Linked DNA regions of Gossypium hirsutum: regions 1 and 3 are each linked to region 2. The links are chromatin contacts, called in public Hi-C maps. All regions are on one chromosome and are shown on one strand. The core of a region is the stretch at or near the end of the contact, and the rest is flanking DNA. Distances in the headings are between cores, read along the strand shown. Region 1 holds the start of LOC107921999 (probable galactinol--sucrose galactosyltransferase 2). Region 2 holds the start of LOC107922093 (zinc finger CCCH domain-containing protein 30). Region 3 holds the start of LOC107921277 (pentatricopeptide repeat-containing protein At2g33680).

The links. A called contact is a pair of places that touch in the nucleus more often than the background predicts.
Region 1: a Hi-C map of leaf shows a contact between it and region 2, with 2.5 times the contacts expected there. The contact joins the promoter of LOC107921999 here to the promoter of LOC107922093 in region 2. A contact is called at or near these places in 3 of 34 Hi-C or Micro-C datasets (callus and leaf).
Region 3: a contact with region 2 is called in a Hi-C map of leaf, with 2.3 times the contacts expected there. The contact joins the promoter of LOC107921277 here to the promoter of LOC107922093 in region 2. A contact is called at or near these places in 2 of 34 Hi-C or Micro-C datasets (both in leaf).

What each region holds. Positions count from the first base shown.
Region 1 is chrD01:28,374,374-28,378,592 of Gossypium_hirsutum_v2.1, reverse strand. It overlaps LOC107921999 (probable galactinol--sucrose galactosyltransferase 2), which reads left to right and starts at 2,044. Exons shown (of 14, transcript XM_016851807.2): 1 at 2,044-2,275; 2 at 3,961-4,167. The coding sequence starts at 3,977.
Region 2 is chrD01:28,838,414-28,842,376 of Gossypium_hirsutum_v2.1, reverse strand. LOC107922093 (zinc finger CCCH domain-containing protein 30) reads right to left here and starts at 1,562. Exons shown (of 2, transcript XM_016851932.2): 1 at 1,135-1,562; 2 at 1-440. The coding sequence starts at 326.
Region 3 is chrD01:28,432,950-28,437,408 of Gossypium_hirsutum_v2.1, reverse strand. It overlaps LOC107921277 (pentatricopeptide repeat-containing protein At2g33680), which reads right to left and starts at 2,629. Exons shown (of 2, transcript XM_041086508.1): 1 at 359-2,629. The coding sequence starts at 2,626. The coding sequence ends at 359.

The DNA of each region.
Region 1 (4,219 bases), core at 795-3,294, 460 kb after region 2:
ATAATCAATTGACATATTCATACTATACCGCTTAATGGAAAATACACAATCTTCCTTGGTTACAAATTTTTGGCCAACAAACAACTCCTTACATTCGAGATCTATGGCTGATCGGTGGGCAGATAATATATCAGGGTACTCTGAAAACTTAGATGTATACGCCACATCGTGATTTACGATCGACATGTGGGCCCTAGGATCATTGAGCATGACAATGCCTCAACTTGGGTTCCTAGCTGAAGAAGCGTAAATATTTTTATCATCATTCGTACCTTCATTGTTGATATCATCTGGGACCTCGTCTAAATCAAGATCACTATAATATTTAACCTTGTGATCAGAAGACTATTATTATTACATCCATCTTCACCATCTGCATCGGTCTCAATCACTATCGGATGTATTTGTAAATGAAGACCTGGGTTAAGGTTCTCAAACAGATGTGGAGAATTAAGATCGATGCCAAACCCATGTACAGTCGTTTGCCTATCAACGAATGTTCTCGTAACCTCCATACACGAATCTTGAACTTCATGTCTTCACTTAATGAAGTGAAATCTTCACTTGGCTCTACATCAGCTAACTCAGCAAACAACTGAATCGGTTCAATGTGGCCAATCTGATTCCGGTAATAAAGTGTGACCATTGTCTTTATGTCTTCACCGTTTACAAATCCCACCAGTCTACAAATTCCATTTTGGTAAATTTGATGCGATTTGTCGAAACTGGGACTTTGTAGAATGGTTTTGAGATTCTCTTCCCACAATGTTTAATAATTTTTGAACTGATCCGTTCTTTCATATTATCAACCGACACATTTTTATTAAATCTCATTACTATTTTTTGGTGACATTCAAATATAAAACCAACTGTTGTTAAAATTACTCCATCGAAATAAACGCATACGAAGAATTGATTATCTATCTTCAATACTAAATCTATAAAAATATTTAAACATAATTAAATTTCTTAATAATTTTTTTCAAAAACAAAACAAGATTCTACTCATAAAATATAATAACAAAAATTAATCACTGTACAAACCTTACAAATATTTCTGACTTTGCTTCTTTGTTTTCTCCTATTTTACAAAAAAAATTTCCTTTTCTTTCTTCTTATCTGTTAGCTGCTACAACCATTCAACCAAACACAAAAAACACTATAACAATTCAACAGATCAAAACACAAAATTTTTTTACAGCACTTCATACAAATTATTATAACTGTTCAACTCAAATATATAAGGGTTTGGTGCCGCCTGACAACCTTCCTCCTCCAACTGGTGCCACCTGACACATGCCTTCCAAGCTTGGTGCCGCCAGTTTAGCACCCTCCACTCCTTTTTACCCGTGTTTTGTCCCGTAATTTTTTTTTATATACCGGTATCACCGTATAACGTTTTTTCACCGTTAGAAATTATTTTTTTAAAACATATCATGAGCTAATGATGGAGGTATGATTGAGAATAAAAATGGGTGATGCTGCCACCCCTTATCCCTCCACCTCCTAGCATTGTTAATTTCACCCTATTTTGGTAAATGATGTCACTAGGATATTATTTTAGTATTTAATTAGTTTTTAGTATTATCAAGGTAACCATTAATAGCATTACGAGAAATAGTATTAGAATACAAATTAAATAAATTATCCTTTGAATGATTGAATTGCTTAGTAAATTGAAATTAAAAAAAAAAGAAACAAATTAAAATTAACAAAAACAAGTAACATACGGATCCACAAATAATCAAATTCATGTTTTAATAGAAATTACAACCCCCTTTCATTTCCACCGCTCTTTATATTTGCTATTCAGAGATACCTTCTGTCACTCAGCCACGGATTGCTCAGCAACAGTTAGCAATAAACCCACCCAAAATATCTAATATGTTTATTATTATTTTATTCATTAAAAAAATTGTAAAACAAAAACAAAACATTTCTAAAAGAATGGCACAAAAAATCCACGTGGCAGTACACCAATCATCCCGTAATAGAAGTTGCTCGATATTTAACCCCCAGAAATTGTTGCTATATAAACCCAGCTTCTTCACCGTCATTACTCGCATCCGTCGTCTGAAAGAGGAAAACAAAGCCATTTTTAGTGGTTTCGCTCTCTCTCCCTCTCTCTAAAGAAGAGGCATTCCCTTCGTCGGAGTGCGCTTCTGCTGAGTGTTTCTTTCGTTTTCTTTTGTTTAAAGTTTTGGAGTAAAGAGTGTTTCAAGCTTTTTAGTCATATTGGCTGCTTAACGACCCAAGGTAGCCTCGCCGGATATAGGTGAGTTCATTTTGGGGTTCTCAGCCGTCAACTGTGAAATTAAATAGTGGTTTTCGGTGGATTCTCTTTTTAGAGTAATATTTGTTTCCCTTTTGGATGACTTGTTGTTGTTTCCGTGGTGATCATGAAATGAGACGTGATTTGGATTTGGATTTTGGAGTTTCTATGATCTGAAATCTTTTAGAACTTTTTGTTTGTTAATTTTGGAAGTTTTATGGATTTGTTATTTAAATTGTATTTTACTTTATTTCTTTTTTTTAAGTACTGTTTTTCCTCTCTGCGATTTGTTTCTGGTTTCGTGGTATTATGATCATGAAATGAGACGTGATTTGGAGTTTTTATGATCTGATTTTTTTTTTAAAATTTCCTGTTTGTTAATTCTGAGATTTTGATCGATTTATGAAGCTTCTGCTTTCCATGACTATGGATTATGGTATGGAGTAGATCTGCGCTTGACGAAGAACGTAATTATAACAATAAAATCTTATTTACGTAAGAGTTAAGATCACGACGATAAATCCCTCGAATTACTTGGTTATGAATTATGATTTTGCTCTTACGGTGACAAATTTTTTTTTTTTTTATAAATATCTGTTTAATTGAAAATTCATCGTCGTTTAAAATTTTGCCAACTTTTTATAATCCTCTGTTTAACTAAAAAAAGTTCGTGTTTTCTTTTTCACGTTTTTTCTTCCGCTTTATTAATCGTGAAGATCTTTTAGATTATTGGACCTGCTTTTCTCGTGTATCCGTCCAAACTTGCTCTAACTAAGTATACACTTTTTCTTTTCTTTTCTTTTTTCTTAGAATTTTTTTTTTCGAAAGTAGAAAATTAAGAATTTGTTTATTTTTCTAATAAAAAGAGGAGCTTTGCTTATAGTCTGAACAGATCATTGTGGTCCGCTGGCTGCCTTCTCTTTTTCATATTTATTTTTTTCCGTTGATGATCTTCAAGTAAACCACCTGAAAGTTACTTGATTATAAAAAATAGTTCGTATATTCCTTCAAAAAAAAAAAAACCCCCAAAAGTAGTTTACAATCCCAATTTAGCGACGAACTGTAGCTTAAATCACAGTAAATAAATAAATTTGAACAGTTGCTTTCTTTTTCCTTCATACCTTGACCATTCCAAATTTTTCTTCATGGACATAATATTTTATCCCAATAAACAAAGAAAAAAAAGAGGAAAAAAAACAGAGCTGGTTTTCTGTATCGATAAAAAAATGCTTTTTAATATTTTACACAATTTTTTCTTTTTCAGAATTTTTTTTCTTTCTTTATAAGTTTTTGGTGGGTTCAAAATGCCATGATTATTCAGCGGATAGGTGAGAAAGTGTTAAGGACAACATCAGTGAAGCAATTGGGGTGGTTTCTCCCTTCAGGGAAATCTCATGGCACTGGAAATGTTCCTTACAAAAGCCTAAACTTTCCAAGATATTTTAAACCCATAGGTCAAAATTTTAGACCCTACCCCTTACCCATTTTTATTTTGCTGTATTCGTCTTCTGCAAATAGGTGATCTTTAAATTTTTGTTTTTGTTATCTAGTATAATTCTTAATTAATTTTATTGAAACTCTGTTTCTAAACTTAATGTAAACATCTTTTAACTTTTTTTTTTGTTCTTATATGTCTGTTCTGTGAGTTGTCATTGATGTCGTTTGTTGTGTTGTCTGACAATTATCAGGTGCTCATCATAAAAAATGACTGTCACGCCAGGAATTTCCATCAACGATGGGAACCTTGTGGTTCATGGGAAGACCATCCTCACTGGAATGCCTGATAACATAGTTTTGACCCCAGGATCCGGTGTCGGGCTTGTTGCTGGTGCTTTTATAGGTGCTACTGCTTCGGATTGCAAAAGCCTTCATGTCTTTCCAATAGGTGTTTTAGAGTAAGCACATTCTCCTTTGAAAACTCTATTATCCTCCAATTTTAACATTCAT
Region 2 (3,963 bases), core at 313-2,812:
ATAACATTATCAGCCCCACCAGAGGCAGCACAATGAAGGGCAGTGCTTTTGTCTCGGCCACACACACGGTTAACATCAGCATCCGAAGATGAAATGATCAGCTTAATAACGTCAATGCTACCATAGGTAGAAGCAACCATCAATGGAGTTCTCTCCTCATTAACCATCTGTTTCGAGCCTTTTTGACGACCGTACCATAATCCAACCTCATCCACACTGAAAGGATCGTGCTCGATCCATCGTTTAAAGCCCTCAACATCATTATTAGCAGCAAGCTCAAGCAAGCTTGCAAAAGTATCATCAGTCACTAACGTCAAATGATTCATCTCTCTAGAAGGATATCCGCTATCTTCAAAAGCAAGTGCTTGATGTTATAGGAGTCGAATTCGGATTTAACTGCTTGGATTCACAACACATGCTTTCATTCGATAAGAATCCAACTGAGATTAAGAAAAACAACAGCAATTACAATCAATTTCATACATATGATCAAATACTTCGTAAGACATTATATAAAAAATAATAAGTACAAAATAAAATAATAAACCCACATGGTATTCTAAGAAAACAACAAGGCCAAGTCAGTGTTTATCAAGAACATGTCAACCAAAACAAATAGTAGAAAATTAAATATAGATTTAGAGAAACAGTGAAATTAGGGATTTAAGTAATAGTACAGTACTTGAGAAAACATTATAGATCATCAGAACTTCAAAAGAAAATGAAATTACAACATATATTTTCCTACACCTTCAGACATGATGGCGAAGAACAGAACATAGCCTTTTATTAAAGAATTTAGAAAAAAAAAAGAGAGGTAAATTATTATCAAGAAACTAATACAAGTTTTAAAATATCAAATAAAACATTTCTCTAACTTCCATCCATGTTTTTACTGTAAATAAACAAAAAGATCAAAAGCATATAAATATACTTTTTGTAGAAAAAATACTCATGATCCTAGAACGAATCTTTCAATGGTCATCAAAATCAAACTAAAATAACTTAATAAAAAAATATTAATATGAATCACTAAGAATAGAAGAAGTAAATAAAATATCTGATTCAGGAGAAATCAAAATAAAACTGTTTAGCTAAGATAAACTAAACTATAACCCCAAATAAAAGCCTTACCAGTTCAAAAATCCATACGAGTCCCAATAAATCAATAAGAAGGAGAGAGATTTATACAGATCTACCGGGAAAAGAAGAAATGCTTCTTTGAGGTATATGTTCAAAAATGAAAAAGTATTAGTATTAGTAATTAATCTCAATTAGATATATATTTTGGGTTTTCTTAAGCTAGAAGGTGAGAGTTCTGAGAAAATGAACAGCTTCTCTTCTTCACTTCCTATGTCACTGCTGCTTCATTTCTTTCATTAAAGAAAATTAGAAAAAAAATGGAAAAAGAAAAAATTAAAAAAAAAACATTGAAGAATTTCTTTTATTCTTTAGATAAAAGTTAAAATGGACCGTCTAAATATAGTGGAAAAAGAAAAAAATAAAAAAGGCAAATGGATTTAAATGACGTTATTTTAACTTGAGTGCTGACCCATGGAATAGTAACGCCTCATTTCCATCATGTCATTAAAATTTAAAGTAGGGTTATATTTGTCAAAATAAAAAAGATACGTGGTATGGATTTATTGGCTTTTGGTATTTTAACTAGTGACAATCTAAGTTTTGTGTAATAATTTAACATTGTATCTTAAGTCAAATTGCTTAGAAATTCAACCTAAATTCACACTACATGACGGTTAAATTTTCGAAAAGAAATAGCAATCCACTGCAAGTTTTCCTACGGAGAATACGAAGAAAGGATGACATGGCAGCTTTTCATTGGCTTGTGAAACGTAAGGAGATTTTATTGTCCTTAAAACACCTTTGATACGTTGCCAAAAGGCATCCGTATCCTACTTATGAACCCATACGATTCTGTGAAACCTCATAGTCACTTAAAAAAAAAATGCTTTTGGTAAACTGAGAACCGGTTGAGGAAGTGGAAAGGCAGAAGAGATGACCGGTTAAGTGAGTAAAGGAGAGGGACATATGACCGGAGGTGCCGGTGGAAGCGCGGGCGTGCACGAGAAGGGGATTCAACTGGGATTTACAAAGAGGAATGGAGTCCGCCAGTCAATGGACTCGTAAGGGTACGAAGGGCGGACTCGAAAAGCCTTTATTAGTTTTGGTTAATTGTAGACTCAAATCTCAAAAGAAAACAAAAAAGTAAAACAAGCATGGAGCACCAACACAGAAAAGAAGAAAAATACAATATACATTCTCCCTTCCAATATACAAGGTATATACGTTGTTCCTAAATTTCACCATTTGTATTTAGTTAGTATTTAATTTTTTTATTTAATTCACACTTAAATTTTAATTCTTTTTAATATTTTTTATAAAGTTATTAAAATTAGATAACATAACACTATCAATAAATAATATGACATGTAAATAGCCTTGTATTTTTAGCAAGAATTAATAAAAATAGAAAATATTTTAAATATACAAATTTAAAAAAATTATTTCCAAAATGAATCAAGACAAATAAATCTCCGAATTTCAAAGGAAGTTGGATGTTTTGTTATCTATATTCATTTTGAAGTGTTTTTAGCATTTTATACGTTTTCTTTATAACCTATCAAATTTTATATTATTATTTTAAAATTAAAGATATATAAAATATAAACCTAAATAATTTATAAAAATATTTCGTACTAAGAATAAATTCCAAACTTATCTCAGATATCCAATCCATTCTAAACGTGTTTTTTTAGTAATTTTATATATATTTTCTATTTTATAAAATTTGATTATATGAGTATTGAAATATATAAAATCAAATACTAAAACTTCAATACTTCAAAAAAACTTAATGTACTAAAAAAAATGGCATAATAGTATATAACTACTAATCAATGATGTTTTAATCAAATCACTTGGATCGAGAATTAATACAGACAGATTAAATCGACTAAAAATTGATTAAATCGATATTTATTTTATTTTTTTAAAATTTTAAAATTATTTAATTAAACCAATCGAATCAATTGATCAAACAAATCAATAATTTGAACGATTCAACGATTGATCGGATTCTAAAAACATTAATAGTAACAATTAAAAAAATCAACCAAAATCATTAAAATACCAACAAAGAAAAATATGAAAACTTGTTAAAATCAGAAATTTTCCAAGCGAAACCTCACAATTATTGAAGTAAAAACAAAGAAGAAATCATATAAACAAGATGTACGATCTATTTAACAAAAAAATTTGGCCAGAAAAAAAACCTTGCAAATGAATAATCTATTTAAAGTATAAAAAACAAGAATTGAGTAAAATTAAGTTCAAAGTAAATGGTTTTATTGAAGATAAAAGAAACTTTTGAAGATATATTGAAAAAAGTGCAAAAAAATTCTAACATTTTCTAAAATATACATATAAGAACTTTTTCCGAAAGTATAATTTTACTAGTAAATAAAAAATAAAATAAGAATTTCTTAAAAAAAATATTTTTGTAAAAGTATCATGTTTTTATATTATTGATATTTTAAAATTTAAAAATTAAAATTATTAAAAAATACATTTAGAAGTATCTTGGGTAAACTAGGTTTATCAGGACATCAGGTTGTCCAAGTTCATGGGTATGAAATAATTTTTATAATTTTTTTATTTTATATATTTTAAAAAAAAATTTTAATCTTAAATTTTTAATTGCAAACTAATAATATAAAAACCTCATTTTTATAAAAAAAATAAAAATATCTAAAATTACAAAAAAGAACACACCAAGAATAAATTTGGACAACCTAATATTCAAGTTCATGTGATTTGAGACATCCATTTCGCCACGTTGAATTTGGACATAATAATTTATATTATTTTTATAAATTTATATATTTTTAAAGATTCTTAAATTTTTTTATTAATGCTAACCACGTGTTGTCGTATTATTGGTTG
Region 3 (4,459 bases), core at 1,380-3,879, 410 kb after region 2:
TTAATCATATATTGATTATTATTTCAGTCTAAAATATTATCTTATTATAAATTAAAATTTGATGGTTAAGGAAAATGCTTTTAAAATATTTTGTAATAAATATAATTTATGCAGTATTTGTTTTATGGAAACAGATTTCAAAAATTGATTTTAAAAAAATTTATCAAATTAATGAAAAATATTTTATATAGAATCGTCCAAACATAAAAAGAAATATATATTATTCTTTTCAAAAACCATTTTCTGAAAGCTGATTTCACAACCTAATTCTAACTTCAACTACTGGCAAAGAAATGTTCAAAAAGTTAGAAAACACCATGAATTTATTAGTTAAGCAATGTTGTAAATTTATCCATACCTATACAATTTCACCAATCGAATGAGGATCATTGATATCACAATTCTTCCACTTGATTTCATCCATTAACTGATCCAAATTTGCATAAATGTCACTACTTTCTGGATGATCCTTGTCACTTGCCACAAAACAATGGACCTTATTATCAATTTCAATCCAACTACAACCTGCTTGCTTACTTAACTTCAAGTCATTCATGGCTGTCCTGACTTTCAGCGCCTCATCTAACATTCCAGATCCAGCATACGTGTTCGAAACAAGTATGTAGGAACCAGCTTCTTCAGGCGACAAGTCTAGCAAGTTTTTTGAAGCTAACATGGCAAAATCTATATCCCCTTGTAACTTACAAACATTCACCAATGTCCTCCATAGCAAAGGCGAATCCCGAAAACGGCTGTTGCTAATAAGATTCATGGCTTCAGACAAGCACCCTGCCCTCCCTAAAAGATCAACCATACAAGCATAATGCTCAATTAACGGGTTGATCTTGTAACTTGATTCCATTTCATTGAATATGCGTATCCCATCGTGCCATAACCCTGTGTAACAACAAGCTTGAAGGATAGCCAATACGGTAAACTCATCAACTGCAAAACCTTCTCCTTTAATCTCTTTGAAGAGCCGAAGTGCTGCTTTACCTTGACCATGAATGGAATACGCAGAAACCATGGCATTCCACGAAACTGAATCACGACAATGCATACCATCAAATGTTTGACAAGCCCCTTTGATGCTGCCACATTTAGCATACATGGTGATCAAAGCATTACTCACCATTAAACTGGATTCAAACCCCGTTTTGATGGTGTAAGCATGAAGAGTTTCCCCTTTTACTAAACAAGCTTGATTAGCAGATAAACTAAGAAGCCTTGAGAAAGTGACTAAATCAGGCTTTATACCAGCAAATCTCAACTGACGAAACAAAACCATAGCATCTTCATCATCATCATCTCTATTTGTTTTTATGAATCCAACAAGAATAGCATTAAACAAAGCAATACTTTTACTAGAGAAACCATCGAAAACTATTTTTGCAGACTTTAGGTTATCGGATTTGGAATACATATCTACTAATGCAGTCACAATATTGGCATCACACAGATAACCACTCTTAATCACAAATCCATGGAGCTGAACTCCCAAATCCAAGTTTCTGCACTCTGAGCAGCCATCGAGCACAGTTACTAAACAACTTGGATCACAGTAAATTCCATGGTAAAGTAATTCCAAGAATATATCAGCAGCCTTTTCACTGCAACCATTTCTTACATACCCCGATATAAGCGCAGTCCAAGAAATCAAATTCCTCTCACTCAAAGAATGAAACATTCTCTCACTGTCTTCAACCATTCCAAGCTTCCCATACATAGTAATCAGAGCATTCCCTAAAGAGGTCACATTGATGACTCCATACTTGACAGCAAGCCCATGCAACTGTCTCCCTTCCTCAATGCCTACATTTTCACTAAATGTGCTTATTATATTAGTAAAAGTATAATCGGTTGGCTCCAAATCTGAGCTTAACACATCAACAAAAGCCTGAAAAGCTTTCTCCATAAACCCAGCCTTTCCATACTCCAAAATCATGTAATTCAAACACTGAACATCCTTGACGCTAATGTTGTTAAAAACATTTTCCGCTTCATTTAAGAAACCAGTCGTTGAATACAAGGAAATCAAAGAAGTACCCACAAAAGCATTCCCTTCAATCCCACTTTTTATAACAAAACCATGGATTTGCTCACCTCGAATCAAGTCTTCTTCCTCGCTACACGCTTGTAAAATCACCGAACAAGTATGTTCGTTGAACTTCTCACCAGAGAAACACATATCATGAGCGATACTAAACACGGATTCGGAGTCTCCATTGTTTAAATGCCCTTTAATTAAAGTAGTCCAAGTGATTGTGTTTCTAACAGGAATTTCATCAAACACCTTTCGGGCATCATGCAGTTCGTTGAATTTAGTATAAAAATTGATAAGATTATTTCCTTGAAAAACATCATTTGAAGAGTTGGATTTTATTAAAAAAGCGTGAATTGCTTGACCCAACAAGAAATTTCCAGACCCGATGGAGAGCTTGAGAAGATGAGGCCAATCTTCAGCGAGAACCATCTCTTTATTAGTTGAAATGCTGGAGATGGAGCAATTGACTTTTTTTAAAGATGGGCATTTGGCCTTAACAGGTAGCTTGGCTTTTGTTAAAAACACTGGATTTTGGGGTTTAAACGGATGAAGAAGAACGGTGGCGCCATAAGCAGCTTCCATGGATATTTGATTTGAATCAAACAAATTAATAAATAAATTCAAAAAAAAAAAGGCACATATATGCTCCTGGGCTGAAATTTGGCTTGGGCTTAATTGGACCCAAAATGGGGCCTATGAGAAAACTGACCCGATAAACAGTTTCTGTTAGTTTAATTTATGGTTTTCTGTCCATGTAATTTGAGGATTCAGTCCCAATAATTTTGTTTGACTCATTTAATTCTCATAATGATTTAGTTCAAATCATTAACATTGCTAGAAAGTTCCAAAAAAAATCTTTTATTTTTCAAATCATAATGTTTTTAAAAAGATATTGTAGTGAAAAATAACTAGTTAGCTAATGATGTCTTGTAACAGTCCGTTTTTAGTAAAATCGGAACAGTGATTTTGGGACCACAAATCTAAAGTCGGAAAAAATTTATTATTATTATTTTATTTTCTACTATATGATAGAAATATAGTATAAAAATTTTGTTAAGACATTTTTCGTTTACATACCTAATTTGATGAAAAGGACTAAATTGCATTAAGTGCAAAAGTTGAGTTCTAATAGCTAAAGGTATTAAATAGCTATAGAATTTTAAATTGGAGGTCCTTATATAGTAAATAGACCATTAAAATGCTTAGTGGTTAGGCATGAATAGTCATCATTGGAAATTTCATGAAACATTAAGGTTAATTTTAGAAATTATCAATTAAAGTGATATTAAATAAAATTAAAAAATCTATTATCATCATCTACCACCAAATAAAAAAAAAGAGAGAAAACCTAACCATGGTAGATTGAGATATTAGCAAGCTTGTTTTGCTTAATTAGGTATGTATTTTGTCCCGTTTTTGATGATTTCTATGTTTCCGAGATCGTAGTAGCTTAATCTAGCTAGCTCGGGGATTAATTTGCAAAATTGATAAAGTATTAAGGTTTTTATATTGATGAGTATGCTTGAATTTTGAAGCTTTATGATAAAAAAAATGAAAAGTTGTTGTTAGATAAATAACTTTTGTAAAGAGAATTTTGATGAAATTATCAATTAGGGAATAAATTGAAACAGATGATAAATTTATGGTAAAATTGTGAAATTGTGAATTATGTCGGTTGCTATTAATATGTATAAAAATTTACTAGGCTTGAGTAAGGATTAAATTGCATGAAAGTCATTTTCCAAACCTAGGGACTAAATTGTAATAAATTAAAAGTATAGGGAAAAATAGTAATTTTTCCAAAAAATGTGTGTTGGACTAAATTGAATATGAATTATATTTAATTGAGTTAAATTTATTCGTATAGATTCGGTTAGACCTAGTACGGAGTTAGATCGAGGCAAAGGAAAAATATCAGATTAGTTGCATTCGTATCTACATAAACTCGTCGAGGTAAGTTATTGTAATTAAATTGTACATTAATATGTTTTAAATTGAATTATTGCTTGTGAATTGTACAATTTAATTACACGAATAAATACTGGTTGTATATTCGACGATTATCGAGTCCCGTGTGAACCTTATGAAATTCGTAGGATACAAATGACATGTCATTAGGGTTACCGATTTGGTTTGGTCCTGCATGTGTTGCAGACACGCCACAGCTCGTATGAGCTTCCCGTTATACAGCTCGCATGAGCTTCCCGTTATTTAGCTCACATGAACTTCCTATTATTCAGCTCGGAGGAGCTTTCCGTTTACAGCTCGGAGGAGCATACATGAATATGAATTGACGGATTACAGTTTAGTACACCTCGTGTGTACTACTCGTGTATCCAACGGCATTCTAAATGGTTCAACGGGCACAATTCTGTTATGAAATCATATGAGTTTAATATGAACTATTGCCAATAT